Regions from separate parts of the Drosophila melanogaster genome. Here region 1 is linked to region 2. Evidence: chromatin contacts called from public Hi-C data. All regions are on one chromosome and are shown on one strand. Each heading gives the region's core, a stretch centred on a gene start, on an enhancer-like site or on the middle of the called end of the contact. The rest is flanking DNA. Distances are from core to core; before and after follow the strand shown.

What was found. A called contact is a pair of places that touch in the nucleus more often than the background predicts.
Region 1: a contact with region 2 is called in a Hi-C map of the Kc167 cell line, with 2.8 times the contacts expected there. The contact joins the promoter of lncRNA:CR44977 here to the promoter of lncRNA:CR44478 in region 2. A contact is called at or near these places in 5 of 107 Hi-C or Micro-C datasets (the Kc167 cell line, the S2 cell line, cellular blastoderm embryo and 1 more).

What each region holds. Positions count from the first base shown.
Region 1 is chr2L:19,157,326-19,161,003 of dm6, forward strand. lncRNA:CR44977 (long non-coding RNA:CR44977) reads right to left here and starts at 1,974. Exons shown (of 2, transcript NR_124379.1): 1 at 1,422-1,974; 2 at 543-1,340. The region is part of intron 2 of brat (brain tumor); the gene reads left to right.
Region 2 is chr2L:18,143,434-18,146,947 of dm6, forward strand. It overlaps lncRNA:CR44478 (long non-coding RNA:CR44478), which reads left to right and starts at 1,665. Exons shown (of 1, transcript NR_124351.1): 1 at 1,665-2,066. The region is part of intron 1 of Socs36E (Suppressor of cytokine signaling at 36E); the gene reads right to left.

The sequences.
Region 1 (3,678 bases), core at 724-3,223, 1.0 Mb after region 2:
CTGAACTTGCTTATACACAGGTTTAGACATCTACTATTTACCACAAAGCCAATGATTTCTGGTCTTGATCATTGGGTCTTTCGTTCTCTGTACGAAACACACATATTACGAGTCAAGTTTGGCTTAAAAGTGGGTGTGAAAACAAATTTACCTTGGTGGTTTTGAATCATACGGTGTTCTAATTTGGTATACACAAACTATTTGAAAATATGTAATTTTAGTTTTAATTTAATTAAAATCGGACTACTTTATCATATCAAAAAAGTGATAATATAATGCATTCTAATTCGGCATACGCCAGTGATTTTTTAAATATAAACAATGGTTTCGTCTAGCTGAAACTAGCTTCCTTTCTGATTTTTAATTATACAAATTCCAAAATTCATTGGAAAACAAAATGTTCCGAAACTCAAAAGAATGAAAATTTTGGAAGCCCATATTAAAAAAAAAAACGAGACCTGTAATCATTTCCAGTTCTGGTTCCCATTCAATTGATGACACTTGTGCGAAATCAGAGTTTATGCGAATACAAATAATCGTTTATTGCGAAACAAACCCGAAAATAAACGCGGATGATAATCTTTTGACTCACTGCACTGGTTCTATGCATGGGGCTTAGCCCCCAAAAAATGGCTAGATAGTACAAGTTACCCCACGACCAGTGGCGCGGTTTCCACTGCTTCCGCTCTTTGTAGCCCTTTTTCGGGCTCTTCTGCTGCGCTTCGTTCTTCGTTCGTGCTTCTTCTTCTCCGACTTCATCGCCGCCGTCTCCTTTGCCGCTCTCTTTGTAAGTGCAGCTCACTCCCACTCGCATATGTACATACAGAGCCCGGAATACTTGGAGTGCACTGCTCCCTCGCGCAATTTATGTTCTGTTCGAGTACATATGCCGCATACATATGTACGTGTGCGAGTGTAGGAGGTTGTCAGAGGTCAGTCTCATCGCCGCATGTATGTAGGTATGTACATGCATACAAACACCCGTTCCAATTGCCAATCCATTCCCCGTGGCGTTCTGCAGAAACTAGATTTCCCGCTCTCTCTCGGTCCCGTTCGCTGGTTCTTTGTCTCTCTCGCTCTCCCGCTGGCTAAAACTGGTTGAGTGAGTTTTTTCGGCTGGCCGCTTTTGTCGGCTTGGTTCGTTCGTTCCGTTCCCGTTCGTTTCCGTTCCTCGTTCCGCGTCTTGTAAAATTCTTCTTCGCCATGCTGGTTCATTCTCATTCAGTTCTTAACACTCGCCGGATAAACAACAGTTTGGCGCTTGTTCGCGTTCACTTCCCGTCGCGTTCAGAGAGAATACACTACTACTGCTGCTGCTAGTGTGTGTGCGTGCGTGTGAACTGTGCGAAAAGAAGCAATATAAAGTATTAATACTAGTGGAATATTAAGTAAATCTAAGTGCAACAGAAACATACACATACCTAGCCTATGTACGTATGCTACAAGATATACATATCTGCAGCAAATAAATGTTAACTCAGTATACAAGCGAACAAAAGCACCAGAAACAAATTGTTTAGTTTTGCTGCTCATTCTTCTTCTTCCACCGATGCCGTAGAGTTCATCAACTTGTTTAGAATCGCGTACGTGACTGTATGTATGCCTGTGTGAGTGAGTGACAGTGTGTTGGTGCTGCCTTTTTCCTGCTGCGCTTCCTCTTGCTCGTGCATCTATCTCTTTCTGGCGGCGCATCACTTGCATTGTTGCTGTTGCTGTTTGTTGCAATGCAACAAAACATTTTATTCTTGCCTTTTCCCCCTCCTGGTCTTCGCCTCCTTTGGCGTTTGTTTATGAGCGTGTTTGTGTATGTGTGTTTGTTCTTTTCGACGTCCGCGCGCATTGTTGTTATTTGCTTGCATTAACTTCTACGTTTCTACGCTTTTGTTATTATTATCTCATTTCTTATTTAGCTCTGCGCCACAGTCTGCTCTCCACAGTCACGGCCAGCAGTTGGTGTAAAAGTGTAATGTTGATGCTCGCCAAAGACATAAATAAAATAAGAGTGAAAAATGTAGAAAATCTAAGATATTTTTTCAGTTTGTGCAATACTACAAATTCGCTTGTACATATCCCCTCGACCTTAACTTTGCTTTCATATTCTCTTTCTGCGGAATACTATTCTGTATATTCCCCTGGTCAATAACCACTGTATTTGCAAGAGCAAACAATAATCTGATAATGATGAAATGGTTTATCAACCTCTGAAGCCTAGAGGTGTGCACACTTCCTTCAACTCCAATGCGCGACGACCTTCCCCCGGCCAAAAAGTCCGAAAGTCGAGCCTATTTATCGCGACACAACTGTTCAAACAATTCCCCAACAACATTCGATTCGCGTCGGCAGCGACTGTGTTCATGGGTATTGTTGTGGATATCGTTATTGTTATTGCATTTGTTGTTGCTGTTGCCGCTGCGATGCGGAAGAATAAAACACGAGTTTGTTTTCTTGTTTCTGTGTGTATTTTAAACCAAAATTATTACGGCAATGTTCTTTAAACTTAATCACTGTAGACTGACAGACTGATCGACGTGCAAACCACGCTTGGGGCTTCTCATTAATATACGAACTGCCGGTTCGAGTGAGTTAGTGAGTGCCTGTTTTATTTACGCCGAAAGCAAAAACACAAGAGGCGAAAACAAAACCGAAACCAAAATCTAAAAACGTGTTTCAAATTTGTTCCTATCTGTGTTGTGTCTCTGGGTCCAGTATTTGGGGTTTGGCGTACAAGCATGTGGATATGGATACGAGCAGAACGGAAAGACGAAACATAACATATCGAATGCTATTTACTCCATGTGTCTTGTTTCACGCTCGATTTGCGTCGCCAGCAGAGCTAAGAAATAAAAAACTACGCTTACTGATTAAAAAAGCTGTCGCCGGGCTTTATATTTTGCGTCGAACTGATTGTGTGCAGTGATTACTCGGAAGCGGGAATTAGAAAGGACCCCGGCCAGATATTTATTTGATTAAAAAATGCAAAAGCATGCTGCTAGCAACAGAAAAGAAGATTGTTTAAATTAATCATAAAATTGCACTAGTTTTTGCACTAGTTTACACTTTATACTTTATCGTAAACACCAGCTCGGGCAACCTTTTTGAAAACTCGAGAATTTACTGTTTATAAATAGGTACAACTGTACCCTAAACAAACAGAAGGGTTGAACAATTATAATTTTATGTTTTTTTCCTTGTTTTTCTAGCTCGTTACTGTATTGTTTGGAGCAGTCGAAAGTAATCTTCTTGGGTTTACCTAAAGACTTACAAGTCTGATCTAATTCACTTTTATTCGCATTCGCCCAGTGATCACTGTAGATTACCAGCTGCTTTGAAGATTTTCTGATTTACAATTCAGATACAATTGACAACGATCCTTCTTTTATCAACAGCGATTTGGGCCATCTCCAATCGATTCGCCATCGCAACCCGAACGCCTTGTGTAAATGCGTTTCCTGTGCTGTTTTGTTACTTTCTGAGATTTTCTAGAACTCGGTCGGGGTCGTTCTTCTTCCCTCTTCTGTCCCCGCCAATCTTTGTCGTACCAATTTCGTTGTGTTTTGCTCTGCTTTGTTTTGGGTTCATGTGCGAGTTTTCATTATCAGAGAGCGTTGCTTACCACCACGTAATAGATAACGCAGGCAACCCGAAGTTGGTACATCTCTAATTGAAAATGTTAAAGTA
Region 2 (3,514 bases), core at 415-2,914:
TCTATATTATTCACAGCTAAATTCTACATAATTCGTGTGCACGTCATTACGTCTCTCTGGGAACTGGGTGTTCTGGCGGGCAAGTGAAATCGCACTGACAAGTCCTTATCGCACCCGCATCACCAGGATGCGTCATCGAGCTTCCAACTTGAACCATATACGGCATGATGGCCAAGGTACACGTACAAAGCATTGGTTAGACTATGTACTGACTCATCTGTTAGTGGTAGGAATTCTTGGTAGTTACCCGGAGTCGGAAACACGGCGATGAGTATGAGTATGTCACCGCTGTTTCTTTTTTTGCTGCAGGTGGCTTTTCCCTCAATGGCGAAATAATTGGATCACCGATTGGCCAATAAGGCCCTCTGATTGATCGATAATGAACTGTCATGGTTGTGAGGTAATAATGAATCCAGTAACTTCCTGGGTTTTTACACTGAGTACATTTAATCAGTATATAGATACTTTTGATAGATACCTTAACAACTGGCTTGAACTTATGTTTAGATTCTTTGAATTCAAATGCTACATACATAGTACAGGCGGTTTAGGAATCCATATTTTAATGACCCAGAAGAAGATAATATTCTGCGCAACAATCAATTGCGAATTCAGGGAAATGCGAGATTGCCTTAATTAGAAATCGGACATATTTTATTATTCCAAGTTCCCCTTATCTGTTCGATATTTAAAGGCTGCCAAGCACGCACTCGCCCATAAAATACGCCTTATTTTGACCATAAACTCAGTATTCGCGCTAACGATTAAGATTGCGATGTTTATGTGAACTTAGTCAAGATTGTTTATGGCGGCGATGAATTGAAAATTACCAAAAACAAGGCCGCAAAATGTAATCAACGAGTATGTGTGTACGTATGTACGTACACTACGGCCAGGACTTGGGCGGAAACAATGATTATCAATTCCGGGAATCCTGCGGCAATTGTAGTGGGGAGTTTGGCAGAATTCCCTCGCCCATATAATACGACTTGATTTGGGTGGGCCGCAAATGGGGAAATTCGCTGGAACAATGATTGCAGACGAGCGTCTATCACTTCAAACTTATCGAACGTTGTTCGACCTTAGCGACTGATATCAACCCTGAACGATTTCCGTGGAATTCCCTTGTGTTAATCACCTAACGAGTCGCCTGTGAGTATCCATATGTATGTATGTGCATACATTTGTACGTACAGTCGCGTCATATGTTTGCGCCTAATCAAACACAGAAATGGGAAACCTTGTTGAACAATTCAAGCAATTAACAGTGCATATATTCTCACCACTTTTCCCAAAAATGGAAGGGAAAATATTCAAGTTGCTTCCCGGAAATGCGACCCGCAAGCGGTAAACAGTCAAAAATTGCAGCTTTTTAACGAGAATCGAGAAATTATAAATTAAGTGTTTTAGCCGGAAAACGATATGTATGAGTGCGGCCGCCACTGGCGTCGAAATTATAGGGTGTTCGATGGATCATAATGGCCCCAGCGATTCGATTTGTATGCACCGTTGGCCGCCTAACGGTAATTTGCACACTTATAGATACATAGATACTTTTTTTCTTCTCACTTTTCATGCACGACTCCATGCCGCACGTGCCACAGGCAATTTATCGCATTCAAATCGTACGATTGGATCAGGTGAGTGAGTGAGTGAGTAATCAATACATTCTGTCTAACGTTTGACACGATCGTTCGCATTAACCGCAGATAATTATTATCATTTTTCCCCCGATCGAAAGACTCAGCGACTCCGTCAACTTTTGCTGTTTGCTGTGTATTTACGACTATGATGAAATACAAAAAGAGTGACTTGAACTCAAGATTCAACTTCAGATTCCAAGAGACCCGCATGAGACGGCAGCCAGCTAACAAAATTTTTCAATGGAAATACAAAACTGAAACGGCAGATACTGAGATACTGAACTCGGGTCAGGCAAGAGGGACTGGATCCGCATGGACGACTACACTGAGAAAATTCCATATATTATATCAATAAGAAAGGATAAACGTGAACAAACAAACCCTAAATTTACTTCTGTCAAGTTAATAAAAATGGAATAAGATAAGCATGGCTTTAATGTGATATCCTAATACCCAAAACGAAGGCTTTTCGCTCAGTGCACCTCGAGGGTATCCGTAGGTAGGACAAGGCGTTCCATGAGTCACCCAGACAATGAGTAGCAGCAGGCTGTCCTAGGGACCGAATCCCGAGTAAACTACACACAGCCCCGTGCATTTCTGCCTACCGAGTATTTGGAGGGCTCGTCGAGCTGAACTTTCCCTCTTTACCTTTTTACTTTTGTTTTTCTTTCACTCCGCCGCTGCTGCTGCCGCTGCGCGCCAGTTGCCAGTTGCCACGCGGAGCCAACCGGCGGTGGCAGCTGAAGTTTTTCTGCGCCGCTGCAGACAATGCGAAATTTCGTCAGAAATCCAAATGCGGATAATGATCTAATACATAACTTGTTCGGGGTAAAAATGTTGATAAATGTTGCCGGCCAGAGACGGATGGCGATGGGCGAAAGAAAGCCAACAACGCGCAGTGGTTTGAATGGCTAATAAGGGACTGCTAATGAACGGGGGATTCACTGCCCAGAAATGTAGGAGAAAACTTGCAGAACTCAAGAGGAGATACATACATATGAATGTATTCAAATGTGAAGCAGAAAAGTGAATTTTATTTGCATTTATAACAGATTTGTAGGCAAAACGTTGTGTCTAAAAATAGTCAAAGACAATATATAAATACGAAACAAGATTTGCGTAAACCGAATGAATGGATTAATGACAAATTTAGATTAATTTAAAATTGTGAAGCCCGCTCATTCGGACAACTTGAAATAATGTAGGGGTATCATAGGTCTACAACTCAAGAAGTGAATATTCAAATAAACAGCGAAAAAAGGTTGGGTAGCAATTATGAACTTGTACAAGAATTGCCAATTTGTACTGGGATTTTTTCCATGTGCAAAAGTGCAAACAATTCAAATCCAATCTTATTATCTGTAAGTGAATAATTTTCGTACATGGGCCGCGCCCCTTCGTCAAGGCCCGTTATTAAAAAACCATTTGTAGCCCGGCACTCGAAATGAGTTTTTGTAACCTTCTCAGCTAACTTGGCCAACAACATTTGAGCCATGGCTTAGCTGGCTGTCCCACTGTTGGTATTATGTATTACGCAGAAATTGTCACAACAAAGCAGCAAAAGCAACAGCAACACGAATTGCGGTCAACGGGGCGTATGGGGAACGCACTGTGGGCTAGTGCAAAAAGCGAGTTGGGAACAGGAGTCAAGCAAGCAGCTGAATACTCTACGGAATGATTAACTTCCAGATTTCAGTTTTTCATTTAAATGGGAGCAATATTATAGGTGTAATTCTTATGTTTCTAGTAAAGCTATAAAATGTAAAATCAGAATCTATTTATTGCAGTAGTAGTAGCACTAATCGCGCATGCTAACGACATGATCACGAAGTTGTCACTGCGATATAGTACAAAATAAATAAATATGTATT